3 separate regions of the Mus musculus genome follow, and all the other regions are linked to region 1. The links are chromatin contacts, called in public HiChIP or PLAC-seq maps. All regions are on one chromosome and are shown on one strand. The core of a region is the stretch at or near the end of the contact, and the rest is flanking DNA. Distances in the headings are between cores, read along the strand shown. Region 1 overlaps Mrps28 (mitochondrial ribosomal protein S28). Region 2 has its middle 17 kb from the start of Gm32561. Region 3 overlaps Gm32561 (predicted gene, 32561).

Region 1 (4,640 bases), core at 736-3,235:
ATCGGGTGGAAATGTTAAATCATGTATATAAAGTTTTATGTTAGTGGGTAGCGAGATGGCTTGGTAGGTAAGAACACTTGCTGTTCAGCATAAGAACCTGCTCATGGCTGTGCACCTCCAACCCTATGGCTGCCCAGGGAGACAGTGAGCGGTAGGGTTGTTAGGGCTTGCTGGCTGAGCCTAGCTCCAGCTTCTCACTGTTTCATGGAAACAAGATAGAGAATGACAGAGCAGGACATCCATGATCTTCTTCTGGCTTCTACAAATGCATACACAGGCACACACACATGTGAGCATGCACCCCTCCCATATATGCATACATTTCACTATTAATATGTTTGTGTGTAGTATCTATGTCACAGATGCAGGGACCATAAAACTGGAATCAGTTTACTAGCAGAAAACAGTCTCTTAGTAAATGAATATCTTCATGGACACAAGATGTAGCAATCTCAGTCATCTGGAAATACATTTCCTGTTGGGTCATGAATGCATTAGTCCCTTGGCTGAGGAGGTGCAAGAGGATGTGATTGTTAACACTAGCTGTAGAATTTGAAAGTGGTCCTAGTAGCAATTGGGGTTAAACTTGCAGACAACATTTCAGGAATGCTTGCCTGGTGCCAGGCTGTTAGGTCCGTCACACATAATAACCTCTTTTGTCCTCACAGGAGCCAAGGCAGCAGGTATTATTATTATCTCAATGATTATTTATTGACACAGAGTAAGAGTGTAGCTAGCAGCTGGGGAGGCTAGGCTCCCATGGCGGGGGAGGGGCGGCTAGAGAGCGTGAAGGTGGGCAAAGCACATGAAGGAGATTGCACTAATGTTTTACAGCACACTAGCATACCTCTAGTATACAGCAGCTCTTCATGTACTTCAGATTACTCCAGGAGATGTTTATAGGCTCCTAACACAGAGATGATGATGCCTGGAAAGGAGACAGTCATTATCCTGATGTTATCAGTATACAGTATATGCATATTTTGAATTATAATACTGTAGCCTTTCAATAAGTGACATTTTAAAATTAAGAAATAGTTGGTACGCCAGGTGTGGTGGCACACGCCTTTAATCCCAGCACTCAGGAGGCAGAGGCAGGCGAATTTCTGAGTTCGAGGCCAGCCTGGTCTACAGAGTGAGTTCCAGGACAACCAGGGCTACACAGAAAAACCCTGTCTCAAAATCACCGGGGGGGGGGGGGGGGAGGAGGGGAAGAAAAGAAATAGTTGAATAGTTGGACATGTCTATTGCAGATGAGGAAAATTAAGACCTTAATTTTTAAATGAAGAAATAACAGAAGTGACAATTGGTAGAACCAGATTAGAGTGTAGTTGAACCCTACAGCATGCATGCTTAAGTTCAGATAAACCTCCCAAGACATCTTTGGTTAGGGAAGGGACATTTACTTAGGACGTGAGTTGGTGCTTTGATCTAGCTGGAGTTTCTTGGCCTTTGTCAAGCAAGCCGTTTAAGTCAATGGAAGCCGTTGGTCTGTAGTGACGCTGTTTGACTTCTGACTTAGGTGCTTTAGTTTTATACCCGATTAACCTAAGAAAGATGCAGGAAGAGAGGCGTGCATGTGCTTGGGGCATGTTAACATACATGTAAAAAACAGACCAGAAAGGCTTCTGCCAGTCTGGGGCGGCCTCAGAGCACTACCAGAACCTTGCCCTCTCAATGGCCTTCAGCCCTGTTCCTGCATTCTCTACTGGCACACGGCCTACTTCGCTTCTCTTCTTTGAGCCAGTCCAGACTTCTCTTTGTACTTAACAGAAGCTTGGGGAGGGGGATGAGAGGAGATGGGGGAGGGGGATGAGAGGAGATGGGGGAGGGGGATGAGAGGAGATGGGGGGGATGAGAGGCGATGGGGGAGGGGGATGAGAGGAGATGGGGGGGTTGTAAGTGATTCATAAGAGAAGTATGACAGAAACGAAAGAAGTATAAAAGAGCAACAACAGTGCTTGACTCAGTACCCTGTCAGCACCAAACTCAGTGACTGGACTGTTTGGCCCTAGCTCTATTTTAATGCAAAACTGACTTCACTGGGGTAAGAAGTCTTACCTACTGACTTCCCAGCTCTCTCTTGACCTGTCATGTACATATGGGTACAACTGCTGGCCAAGGGGACAAGTGTGCAGCATTCTTCCGCCTTCACTTCCTAGGCTCTTTAGCCCCCATTGAGCTGTGAACAGTGGCTGAGGACAAAAGCTGTATACACTGTTCAAACAGAGCAGCAAAGCAGCAGTGCACTGAGTCACTCTGCGCTCTGTGTGAGAACTGAGGGGGCTCTATTCATTTCCTTTGTGCTGCTGTCTGTCAACAGCACTGTTTGAGGCAAGGCCTATTGTGCTGGCCAGTGTTTCTTATTGACCTAAGTCTGTGGCTGCTATGTTCCCAGGGTCGAAGTTGTGAGTGAGAGAATGTTTGGAAAGGGGTAATCATAGGCTCCATGCATTTTGCTGTATTGTCATCTGACCTATTAAATCTAAACTGTGGTCCGTGTTAATGCAAACAGGTAATTATATAGTCACAGCTGCAGCTATTGACATCTGCTCACTGCCCCCATGGGAAAAATAGGTTCTTTTTGTTCTGTGTTTAGATTCTTGCATGCTGGATTTTAATGATTTTTAACTGAAAATAGATAATGGATCAGGATGAGTAAAAGATGAATAAGGTAGACACGCCTTAGCCACAGATGTTTGCGTGTTTCCATTGATAACATGGTGCCTTAGCATGGCTCCAGCCTGAGTAATCTTGGTTGAGTTAAAGTAGTAGAAAATAAAGCTAACTGTTACATTTCTATCCTAGATGACCGGGGCACCATGCTGCTCTGGGAACTCGGTGGTGTTCGTTTGTTTGCTTTAACCCACTGTGTCTTCCCTAGTGCAAGATGGTCTGAAGCAAAAAATTTCAAAACAGCTGCCTTTAAGCATCACATCCTCTACGTCCTATGGGAAAGAACCAGTTTCACGATGGAAAAGAAAAGAAAATATTCAACTATGTTTTACTTTAGTGTGAAAATCTACTCTTATTACTTAAATTCACTGCAGTCAGGTTTCGCTCATCTGCACAGCTCATCAGTCTTAGTATTTATTAAACCCCTAGGAGGTGGTGGGCCGTGAGGTGGTGGGCTGCTCTTTGAGAGTGGATGGCGTATTGTCTTTGTTCTATTTCATGCTTTCACTAGGGCATGGTGAAGTTCTCAGAGGTGAGAGTCCTGGAGGGCATAAGAGAACCAGACTTCAAGGTCTAGGGCCACTTCAAGGTTGTCTAAGGTTTGCAGTTTGTGTCACTTGCCTTTGGGGATGCAGTCTCTTCCTAACGTTAGTTAAAAGTTGTGTTGTTGGCCTTGTTGAGAAAGCACTCAGGATACCCTCAGGTTGGAATTGCCTGTGGACCAGTCCTACAGGCAGGTTCCTTTCTTTGTTCATCACAGAATAAGGCAGGAGGTGGCTGTACTGTACTGTATGTAGTGGTCATTGGGAGGATGATATTTGACCTTCTTACATGTAAGATACCAAAGATGATGATGAGGAATATAAATTCTTATCTGTAGGGAAGTAAGGCCAAATGCATTTATTTTTATACTATCCTTACCACAAGCACATGTTTAAAAAACACAACATAGTGGTAAGATTTTATACAGTGAATAATAGGATACAGTTAATACACAAAATGTTCTCTCTCTCTCTCAACAAAGTGGGCCATTGAGAACTTGTAGTTCTGTTTTGAAAATACTGTTCTGTGTTAATGTTACTAAGTGAAGCTGCCATCCTGTATGTAGAACATGGTAGAGTTAAGACAGCTGCAAGTGCATGCAGTTGTGGGTACTTCTTAAAATGAAAATGGTTTTCAAATTTTTGGAGAGAAATCTGATTTTTAAAAAATATTTTCACTTCTTTAATGCTATGTTACATATAGAATGATTTTCACAGATAATCACTTCAAAAGGCTTTTCATATTTGTTAGAAATAACAAACCATATGTCATCTTGTAGATGCCCTGATTTGGTAGGAACATGGCTCTTGGCCAGCAATTAATTAAGTTACCCTTTTGTTTGGGCCATATTGTGGCAGTCTTTAGGTGTGAAAACTTCTGTTGTTACCAGATAGGGATGTTCTTGTCTGCATCCATGACAGTCTTTGAGACAGCAGTCCGCCTTGGTGCTCTTTTTGTACACTGTAGATATATAGGAGTTATAAGGACGAGGAATTGGATCTGCATAAGGTTGAGAAGAAAGTACCATTTCTGTAAAATAAGGACATAGACCTGGCCCTTGACTAGCTTTAGTTGATTGGGAATTGCGTCGGTGGTACTAGGAAGCTAGAAGCAGGGGTCTGTTGCTAGAGATCATGGACTAAGAAGCAAGCAATCGTTTGTGTACTGGGGTACTCACTCTGATGTCGGAAAGAGAAGACAGTCAGTCCAACTATTCAATTTTCTGCATTCCTCCCGAATTGCAATTTAGCTATTGTTATCTTCCCGTAGAGCTCTTCTCACGTGAGGTTGGAAGCGCTCAGGTTACCGAGTGGCCTCGAGTCTTCCTCCCTCGGAAGACTAGGGTGGAGAGGTTAGACAGTGTTATGGCCTGGGTCTGGAGATGGCCATCAGGGAAGGCTGCCCTCAACCAGAGCTTCCCT
Region 2 (4,501 bases), core at 1,623-4,122, 160 kb after region 1:
GGTGACTCTGGGACTCAACTCTGAAGGCTGCCTCAGACATATGGAGAGTGTGTGCCGGACTCTCCTGCTTTAGGCCAAGCAGTGGGAAACTACGACACTTCACACCCAGAATGCAATGCTGCGGACAGTGACCATACGGTTTCACTGTCAGCCTGTACTTACTCCTAAGCATAGCATCGGGCACACACACACACAGCAAATGCTTATTCAATATTTATGGAACAAATATTTATATTAACTTATTGATTTTTAGCTGCTAATTTTACTATGAGGAAATAAAATCTTACTCCTCCAAAAGTGTAAGCACAATTTTTCTTTTCCTTTTCTGTATTAGACTCTCCTATCTTGACCTTGCTATGTAGTCAAGGGTGACCTTGAACTTCTGTTCTTCCAGCCTCCACCTTCCAAGGGCTGGGATTATAAGTATGGACCACCTTGCTGGGTTGATTCAGTTCTGGGAACCAGCCCTGGGCTTTGTGTGTGCTACGCAGGAGCTCTAAAAACTGAGCTACGCTCCCAGCTCTACATTTTCCTCTTGACTTACAAATTAACAAGAAATTCTACTAAGCCTTGTGACATACATGTATTGGAAGCTTGTGATGCAGCAGTACAAAGCCAAAGCTTGCAGAATGGTGGCTTCTTCCAAATTTACTAACCAGCGGGTGGTTAGAGCGGGTGCTCTAACCAGTGCATGCTCTCTTTGCGATGTCTGGATCTGCTTGAGGTAACAAGTGAGTGCGTTATCCAGTTTATAGACTCTTCGACTTCCCTCCATTTTCAGGTAAGGTGTTTCACAGCAGGGTTCCCACATGCGTGTCACTTCCAGAAGCCACCGCTCTTCCTTATGAAATGCACTGGCGCCTCAGGCTGTTCCTCACAATCATAAACAATGCTGCTCTTCCTTTACAAGAAGCAAAAAAGATGATGGAAACAGAAATGTGTTTTCTGCTTGCCAGAGAGCCAGGGAAAGCCTTGTGGACTCTGTCCATCAACACCAATAAGCTATGACATCAGGAGGCAACGCAGCTGTCCATCTGATCCACCTACACTGGCTCCTGCAGTGTGAGGTCCCTTGCAGAAGGAAGACACAGCTCATCTCCTGTTTGAACTTCCATATATTATTGGGCATCTACATATTTGAGCTTCTATTGACCTAGTTTTCCTCTTCATTACTCAAAGAGTCTGTGGTTGGAGCCTCTAGTGGTCATAGATTCTCCATGGAGTATTTCATGCCTACATCAAGGTCCCAACTGGGCAGTGTGGTATAGGCCTGCCATTCCAGCATGTGGGAGCTCTGAGGCAGGCAGATCATGAGTTCAAGGCTGGTTTCAGATACATGTTGAAACCAGCCTGGGCTGTATGAGATTTGTTTTTAAAAAACAAACAAATATACATAAAATGAGGGAAAAATTCAAAAAAATTCTTTTTAAGGAAACCAGTCAAAACCAGAAAAAGAAGCACAGTAGTTATTTTCTGTGAAATAAACATTTTCTTTAGTTTTATACACATTCTTAAGTTTTTAAGTGTATTTGTGATATCCATAGTTTTTGTATTTTATCCAATTATGATGACTCAATTAATTATAACTAGCATGTTTTGTGTGATTTACTGTTGTCTATGAGCAGGTTTCTAGTTGCTCTTTTGGGTCCCATAAGCCTTTCTGACAGTAGGAGAGTTATCATTATCTTACAGAGCGAGAGATTGGGTTCAGGGAAAGTTCCAGAATATGGGACCTACTTGGGTATACCCATGTAAAGGCACACGAGCTTGTACCTAAAACCTTACACCCAGCCCTTTGCTGGCCCCTCAGGAGTTAAATCGAATGGGGAACTTACCGTTGATTGCTTGCTGTGAGCTAATTTTACATATATGATTTCTTTCATAATCTGCACGATAGAGAGCTATTATCAGGTAAAGAAATGAAGATAACAAAAGGACCAATAATGTATTTAGTCAATGGCTGGGCCCTTTCAGTAGGAACTGAAACTCTGGAAGCACAGGTATTTTCTAACTCTCAGGTTACTGAAATTTCTTGAGTGTGAAAAGCCAGGCAGAATATGGGACAAAAGGAGCTTATTTGTCAAAAAGAGAACTCAGCACTCCTGTCCCGTTCTGGGGCTATTTTCTTTCTCTTTCAGAAAAACCCAGATTAGGAACTGTATCTTTGCATGGCCACCTGCGAACAGACTTGGGAACAATGTAAACCTCTCCTGACAGGGTATCTATTCTGATGGTGCTGATATTGGCTAAGGAGATGGTGGCTGTTTTTAACAGGAGGAATTCCAGATCTTTCCAGGTCTGTCCCTTAGGGGAAATGAGCTCAGTCCGAAAAAACAAAACAAAAACAACCCAACCTGGGTAAGAATAAAGATTTATGGGAGGAGGGCCTGGGCGGAAGCCCACCTGTAAGGCTATCTATTGCTCATCGGCGTGTTATTGGAGAAACTATACGGACAGGATATAGGCTGCTTATCGCACAGTCTTCTTAAGTTTCCTAGCTGTTCTGCTTACAAATGCCCCCAATATTAAGAGATGCATTTGTCTGGGAGCGCTTTTTAAGAGGCAGTCTATCCCAGCTGCTGCAGCCTATCTTGAACACCTACCTACCTTTTACCCTGATGTGGAGTGCAAAAGTCAATAAGGGCTGTTAAAAAAAAAAAAAAAAGGAAGAATGAAATATAGAAAGAAAGGGAAAGAAAAAAAAAGAAAAGAAAAGAAAAGAAAGGGAAAGAAAAGAAGAGAAGAGAAAAGAAAAGGGAATTTTCGGAAGCCCAGAAAAGGGAAACTAGCAAGGTTGGTTGGTCCCTGGAGAGTGAGGTAAGAGATGCAGACCAGCATGCTTTCAGGCCTTAGCCCCACTGCACCAGGGCTTTGGGCTGGCCCCAAGCCTCAGGCAAGCACGTCCAGGCACAGAAATGGAGGGATTCTCTGCTGAGCTACTTTGCCATGATCCTGTAAGTTGCCTTTGCTAGGAAAAGGAATCCAACCTTGAAAGTTAGGACTTGGTGAACTGTCATTGCCTAGCCTAGCTAAATCTGATGCAGGAGCAAATCTCCACACGTGATTCCCTGGCACACACTTGCCTGGGATGCACCCCCACGTGACAAAGTTGCAATTTGCTGACAAATGGTCTCTAGGACTTTTCTCACTAGCAAGTCTGCAAGCTCAGAGCCATAGGTTGTCTGCTGAGATAATTCTGGAAGACTTCCAAGGGTGCCAGAGGGTGGTGCTAACTGGGAAAATCAGAGGCCCTCATGTCCTAAGGTCCTGCTGGGGTCTGCTGGGGCCTGGTGCAGGCTAATGAACCAGTGGGCCAGGGGTGGTAAGGAGAGGAAGCATCTGGGGGGGTGGGGGTTGGGGGGGGGTGGGTGGGGGGGCATTGCAGCTTGCTAGTCCCAGCAGAAGGGCTGTGTTTGAAGTTGGGCCTGTGAGTTTCAGGAAGCTGACAGCATCAGGTTTCCATTAGCCCAGACGGAGGCACTGGTGAGGCAGGTTCACACCATGACATGGTAACAATTAAGCCTCCTGCTACTGGGCCTTACCCTGGGGTGAGGCTCTTTTCTTCCTTACTCGAGGGACTTAAAGTCCTTACGGCTCGATTTCCTGCAGATTCCGGTTGCTTCATGTCTAATCTGAGGCCTCTCATTAGACCACACAAATTGCTGAAAGTGTCTCCAGCCAGCAGACCCTATTGCGGACCCCCAGTGTGCCTAGGAGAAAGACTAAATCGCTCTGAAATGTGAGATTTCCTTCCTGTGTAAACAGTCGCATTACCCAGAATTGGAGCTATAAAGATTTGGGGGAACATGAAAGAATTGTACATCCGTACCCCAAAGCATTTTAAGTTATTTTCTTTCATTTTTAAAAGGTTGGTTTAGAATGATTATCTATGTTCAGCGATGAGACAGATATGTACACACGTGACTGTAACATGAAGCAGACATTTTTAAGTTTCTTTAAGATAATATGATTTTTCAAAAGAACATTGCATTAGCTTATAGGAGAAATGAGCTCAGAGAGGGTGCTTTTGAGCTGAATCTTGAAAACCAGGTGGAACGTGGCTCCACAGAAGTGTGTGTGTGTGTGTGTGTGTGTGTGTGTGTGTGTGTATGTGTGTGTGTGTGTGTGTGGGAGGAGAAACCAACAGTGTGAGCAGTTCTCCAGTGGTGGCCATGGCCTCAGCACCAGCAATGCTGAGGGGAGAAAAGTCGCCTACAAGACAACTCCTGCTTTCAAGAGGCTCCACTTGAGGATGGAAAGCCGCATGCAGATAAGGAAACTCATGATGTCTTTACATCCCTGGTGAAAAACCTGGCATCAGGTGAATTTCGGGCTCAGTAGGTGACTGTCCCACCTCACCTTGCGAATCCACAGTAGCACTGAACACTTGCTTACCTGAGGTTAAAGTAGGGGATGACAATCCACTGTCTCACACGGCAGGCAGGGTGCTCATTGCCACCGACAGAGCCACATGACACCACAACACTGCACACCTCTTGCC
Region 3 (4,589 bases), core at 1,123-3,622, 180 kb after region 1:
GTGTTACAGGCTGTAGCTACTGTATGAGTGCTGAGAACTGAACCTGGGACCTTTGTAAGAGCAACAGGTGCTCTTGACCCCTGAGCCATCGCTCCAGCCCTCCAACCTATTAAAGATTTCCCTAGGTCCCCACTTGCAAGCATTTTTCATGGTGTAATAAAGTCTTTGCAAAAAATTTCCAAGAGTGGTGGTGCCATCCTTTCAATGCCGGCACTGGGAAGGCAGAGGCAGGCAGATCTATGAGTTTGAGACCAGCCTGGTTAATATAGTGAGTTCCAGGACAGCCAGGGCTGTATAGCAAGACCTTGTCTCAAACTTTAAAAGAGAAAGCTTATTTGTAACAATGTACATGTAGTTTGCCATATTTAATTACGTAGTTTTCCATTCTCAAACACTTAATTTACAAATTACGACTGACATTATCAGCTGATACCATCAGTAATTGTTTTCCTATCTTGAGCCCTAATCATTTGGTTCTCTTGCTGTTCAAATATTGCTTCCCATCTCCTGAGGCATCCATCCCAACCGAGGCTACTGCTGACCCTTTGAAAACCTGAAGCAGCCTGATGCTTCCTAGCCTCTGTCAACTCTGTCTTCTAACAGACGCTGCCGAGCATTTCTAGCCCCAAATCCTGAAGCCTGACCACTGAGTCAGTGCCCAGTCTGCTTTCTTGAGTCCCTCCAGATCACCACACAAACTCCTGTTCAAGTGGTCATAGTTAGAGATGATCCTAATTATTCTGCCGGGTTATTTAATATTGCCCTTGATCTTTAGGACAGATTCTCTTCAAGATTCTCATGTGTTCAGTCTGCCCACACCTGTGTCTATGTCCCATGCTACAGTTGTGCATACGCTATCCCATTCTGTATTATAGACCTGTGGGTCTCTTGAATACCTTGTGATCTGTTTTGATAATGCCTTTTCTCTCCTCCTGGCCAATGGTTATCTACCATTTAAAAAGTGTTAGGAGAACCATCCTTTCTCTAGGAAGCCTTTTCAAGTTTCCTGCCTGGATCTTGGGTTGTAGTTCAGTTGGAGTAGCCATTGCTTGATATCCAGGAACCCTGAGATGAATCACCAGATGTAGCATAAACAGATGTGGGAGCTTCTGCCTGTAACCCCAGTAATCAGATATTGAAGCAATGGACGCAGAAGTTGCTGATCATCCTCAGACTTGGCTACACAAAAAGGTAAAGGCCAGCCTGAACTACAGGAGATCCTATAAAAATCCCCCCTAGATCCAGTTTTCCTTCTGGGGTCTTCTCACCACCCTAAGATGTCCAAGTCTCAGACAATTGTTTTGTTTGTTTGTGACGGTCTCATGTAGTCCAAGCTGCCCTCAAACTCTGTGTAGCAAGGATGACCTTTGATTTATGATCCTCCTGCCTCCATTTCTCCAGTACCGACACTGCCAGCAGACAGCAAGTACCCCCATGCTGGGAATCCAACCCAGGGCTACACCTGCTAGGCAAGGACTCTACCAACTGAGCTACATTCCTGTCCCTGGAAGTCATTCTTGAGGGCTGGGGAACTTTCTCTTTTCTTAGATCTGTAAGCTATTTAGAGCTAGGTTCTAGATGGTCTACCTTTGCACACCCAATTCAGTGCCGGGCTCACTCGGCACCTTTGTGGATCTCACTTGGCTGAAACTACTCTCTATTGCTCTACAAGCCAGCCTCTTTTGATGCAAACACCTCTAATGCCACCACATACAAGCTTGTAGGATGAATCCTCATATATGTGACTTTTCTCTTATTTTTAAGGGTGCTAGATACTATATAGTATCTTCAAAGCAGAGACTTTCACTGTGGAATCAGAGCATATCCAGATCTTGAAATGCAATAATAAGACGGGACACACAGAAAGCCCTACAATGGCAAGTTCAATGCTATCCTCTCTGTCTTCTCTATCCTTTCTGGGGGCTCAGCGCCAAGGTTCAAAGTCAGTAACTGTGGTCCGAGGACTAGAGAGCCCTGAACAAACATGACTCCTACATTTCACATTTCTTCTCCTTTCCTGTTGAATAATACATGCTTGTTTTATTCAGATTGTGAAAAACAATTTTAATGAACAGACTAAATACCTGTCTTTCTATTCCCCTAATCTTTAAAAGATTCACACGGAACACAGTTATGAGTCAGGTTAGAGGAAGATTAAGATAACTTCTCTTGACCAGTCTCCCCCACTCCCCCCCCCGCCTCCTCCCCCCTTCCCTCTTCCACTGGTCGGGTCACCTCAGCTTTTAGCGGCTGCTTGCAGGGACCTTTGTCATCATTCTTGTCTAACCCCTTCTGAGCTAGAGTCCTGCCTGCCCGACTCCCAACAGGAAGCGATCTTTCTGCTTTCAGGCAAGCCACACGCCTTCCAGCCAGCCAGCAGCTCCAACTAATTAGCACACGTGATGGGAATTGGAAACAAAGTCGCCAACAATAGGAGCGTGGGAACCCCGGCCGCGCCACAGTTCCACCTCCCCTCCCCCATCCTCTCTGCGCAGAACCAGGGGCCTCCAGGGCGGTGTCCCTGCAGAGGGTCTTCCCTCAGTCTAGGCTTGTGACGGCCAGAGCTCTTGCACGATCCAGCAGCAGGAGGTCAGTGTTGATCAGAGCCAGAGAAGAACAACTGTTACCAAATATCCTTGAGGCAGGTCAGTGTCCTGAAGGTTTAGTGACTCTGCTTTGGTGATGACAAAGAGACCAGCTCATTGTGCTAAGCAGAGGAGGGGTACTGCCCTGTCCCTATCCTGTGGAACTAGACTCAACCCAGTAGCCCCTAACCTGGGCACTGCTCACCAGGGCCTCTGTCCTGGGAGCCCATCAGCTGTCTGAAAGCAACTCTAGGCACTTGACACTCAGTGTTCTCCTATGTCAAGGTCACCCTGGATGGAGGCTAATGGAAACTCAGCTTTACTTTCCAGTACAGGACACCGATGACTTTAAAACCTCCAGCTTTATTGAGATACAATTCATATTCAATTCACTCACTTAAAATATGTGATTGGATCAATTTTAGTGGTTTCCTACGTATGCACAACTACCTACTAGTGTTAGGTAATGGTAGAATATTTTCATTTTCTTTTCTTTTTTTTATTGAAACTTTTTTTAATTAGGTATTTTCTTCATTTACATTTCCAATGCTATCCCCCCACTCCCCTACCCACCCACTCCCACTTCTTGGCCCTGGTGTTCGCCTGTACTGAGGCATATAAAGTTTGCAAGACCAATGGGCCTCTCTTTCCACTGATGGCAAAATCTTGGTTGGTGGCATAGCTCAGTAACACAAGTGTGGGAGACCCTAGGTTCAATCTCCAATAGTGTGGCATGCATGCACACACCCACATACGCACAAATCTCCAATACTGTAACACACACACACACACACAGGTACACACACACACACACACACACACACACACACACACCTGGTACCTCCAGCTAGCTCTTCCTATTTCTAGTTGTCTTGCAGACTGACCACAGAACTTTATGTCATCTTTGTGTTGGTTTCATTCACTTACCGGGTTCTTCAGGGTACCTCTGGGTTCTGATGCAAATCAGCACTTTTTTTTCCCCATTCCAAAAACATTTTCCTACATTTTCTACTACAATACTATTATACTGCAGGGATTTAAATCACATTTGGTTGATGGGTACTGGAATTGTTCCCACAATGTGGCCATGTTAAGAAGTTCACTTGGACTTCCTGACATGCCTTCTCATGGGTAGATAACCAGAAGTGAAGTTGCTGGTTTGGAGGTAAATTTGTGTCTGGCTTTCTTTGTTTTGTTTTGTTTTGTTTTGTTTGTTTGTTTTGTTTTTTCAGGACAGGGCTTCTCTGTGTAGCCCTGGCTATCCTGGAACTCACTCTGTAGACCAGGCTGGCCTCGAACTCATAAATTTGCCTGCCTCTGCCTCCCAAGTGCTGGGATTAAAGGCGTGGGCCACCATGCCTGGCTATGTGTAGCTTCCAATGGCTCAGGGTTCTGAACCACAGTCCATGCTAGTCTGTTTTCTTTTCTCCAGATCCTCATCAGCACTGGCTGTTGACTGTCCCTCTGACTACAGCCACCCTACAACAAATATATGAAGTGATTTCTCAATTATAAAATTTTAAAAATTGGATCAGCCCTAAACTCTTTCTGGTGTGAATTTCTGAGGCCTTTCTGGAAATAAGACCTGTGAATTGCACTGTATATTCTAAAAGGGTCATGAGTGGCAACTTACTATAGCAGCTGCTAAAAGCATCAGTATCATTATTTGGGGGGCTGGGGACTGAAATAGTTAATTATTTACTAATGTATTTCTAGCTAATGTATGGAGTTGGACAAAAAGGCCCATATTAGGGACCAACTGCATTTGATATTCTTCCTTCCTACCTCCAGGCCCCAGTGTGTAGTAGGCAAGTTGTTCCTGTGTTTTGTGTGATTAAAAATGACCCTATGAAATTCTAGACCATCAGCTGGCAGTAAATCCCTACCTGCATTGTGTTGTCCACACACAGACGTTTTCTGAAACCAGGCACTTTAATCAGGGTTAAACTTTATTAGCTATGACTATAAAATTGCATTGAGGAGCTTCTCTCTCTCTCTTCTTCC

The links. HiChIP or PLAC-seq counts read pairs in DNA pulled down with a chosen protein or histone mark.
Region 2: an H3K4me3 HiChIP or PLAC-seq map of craniofacial prominence shows a contact between it and region 1, with 4 times the contacts expected there. The contact joins two enhancer-like sites. A contact is called at or near these places in 2 of 484 Hi-C or Micro-C datasets (cerebral cortex and nephron progenitors), 4 of 115 datasets of contacts at active chromatin or transcription factors (the SCID.adh cell line, craniofacial prominence, embryonic stem cells and 1 more) and 2 of 9 other capture datasets (embryonic stem cells and embryonic tail).
Region 3: a contact with region 1 is called in an H3K4me3 HiChIP or PLAC-seq map of embryonic basal ganglia, with 2.9 times the contacts expected there. The contact joins two enhancer-like sites. A contact is called at or near these places in 4 of 39 promoter capture datasets (cranial neural crest, hematopoietic stem and progenitor cells, hippocampal neurons and 1 more), 5 of 484 Hi-C or Micro-C datasets (Sertoli cells, cardiomyocytes, cerebral cortex and 2 more) and 3 of 115 datasets of contacts at active chromatin or transcription factors (embryonic basal ganglia, embryonic stem cells and stem cell-derived neural progenitor cells).

The regions. Positions count from the first base shown.
Region 1 is chr3:8,864,021-8,868,660 of GRCm38.p6, reverse strand. The region is part of intron 2 of Mrps28 (mitochondrial ribosomal protein S28); the gene reads left to right. Among named protein-coding and RNA genes, the nearest start is that of Gm52600, 34 kb to the left of the region's middle. Within about 2 kb of position 1,985, at least 132 of the 459 cell types and tissues checked have an H3K27ac peak or open chromatin away from gene starts, as enhancers often do. A contact at or near this core is called in cerebral cortex, craniofacial prominence, embryonic basal ganglia and 2 more, where this site is marked.
Region 2 is chr3:8,708,147-8,712,647 of GRCm38.p6, reverse strand. No RefSeq gene overlaps it. Among named protein-coding and RNA genes, the nearest start is that of Gm32561, 17 kb to the right of the region's middle. Within about 2 kb of position 2,872, at least 15 of the 459 cell types and tissues checked have an H3K27ac peak or open chromatin away from gene starts, as enhancers often do. A contact at or near this core is called in craniofacial prominence, where this site is marked.
Region 3 is chr3:8,683,199-8,687,787 of GRCm38.p6, reverse strand. The region is part of intron 3 of Gm32561 (predicted gene, 32561); the gene reads left to right. Among named protein-coding and RNA genes, the nearest start is that of Gm32561, 7.4 kb to the left of the region's middle. Within about 2 kb of position 2,372, at least 103 of the 459 cell types and tissues checked have an H3K27ac peak or open chromatin away from gene starts, as enhancers often do. A contact at or near this core is called in cerebral cortex, embryonic basal ganglia, hippocampal neurons and 1 more, where this site is marked.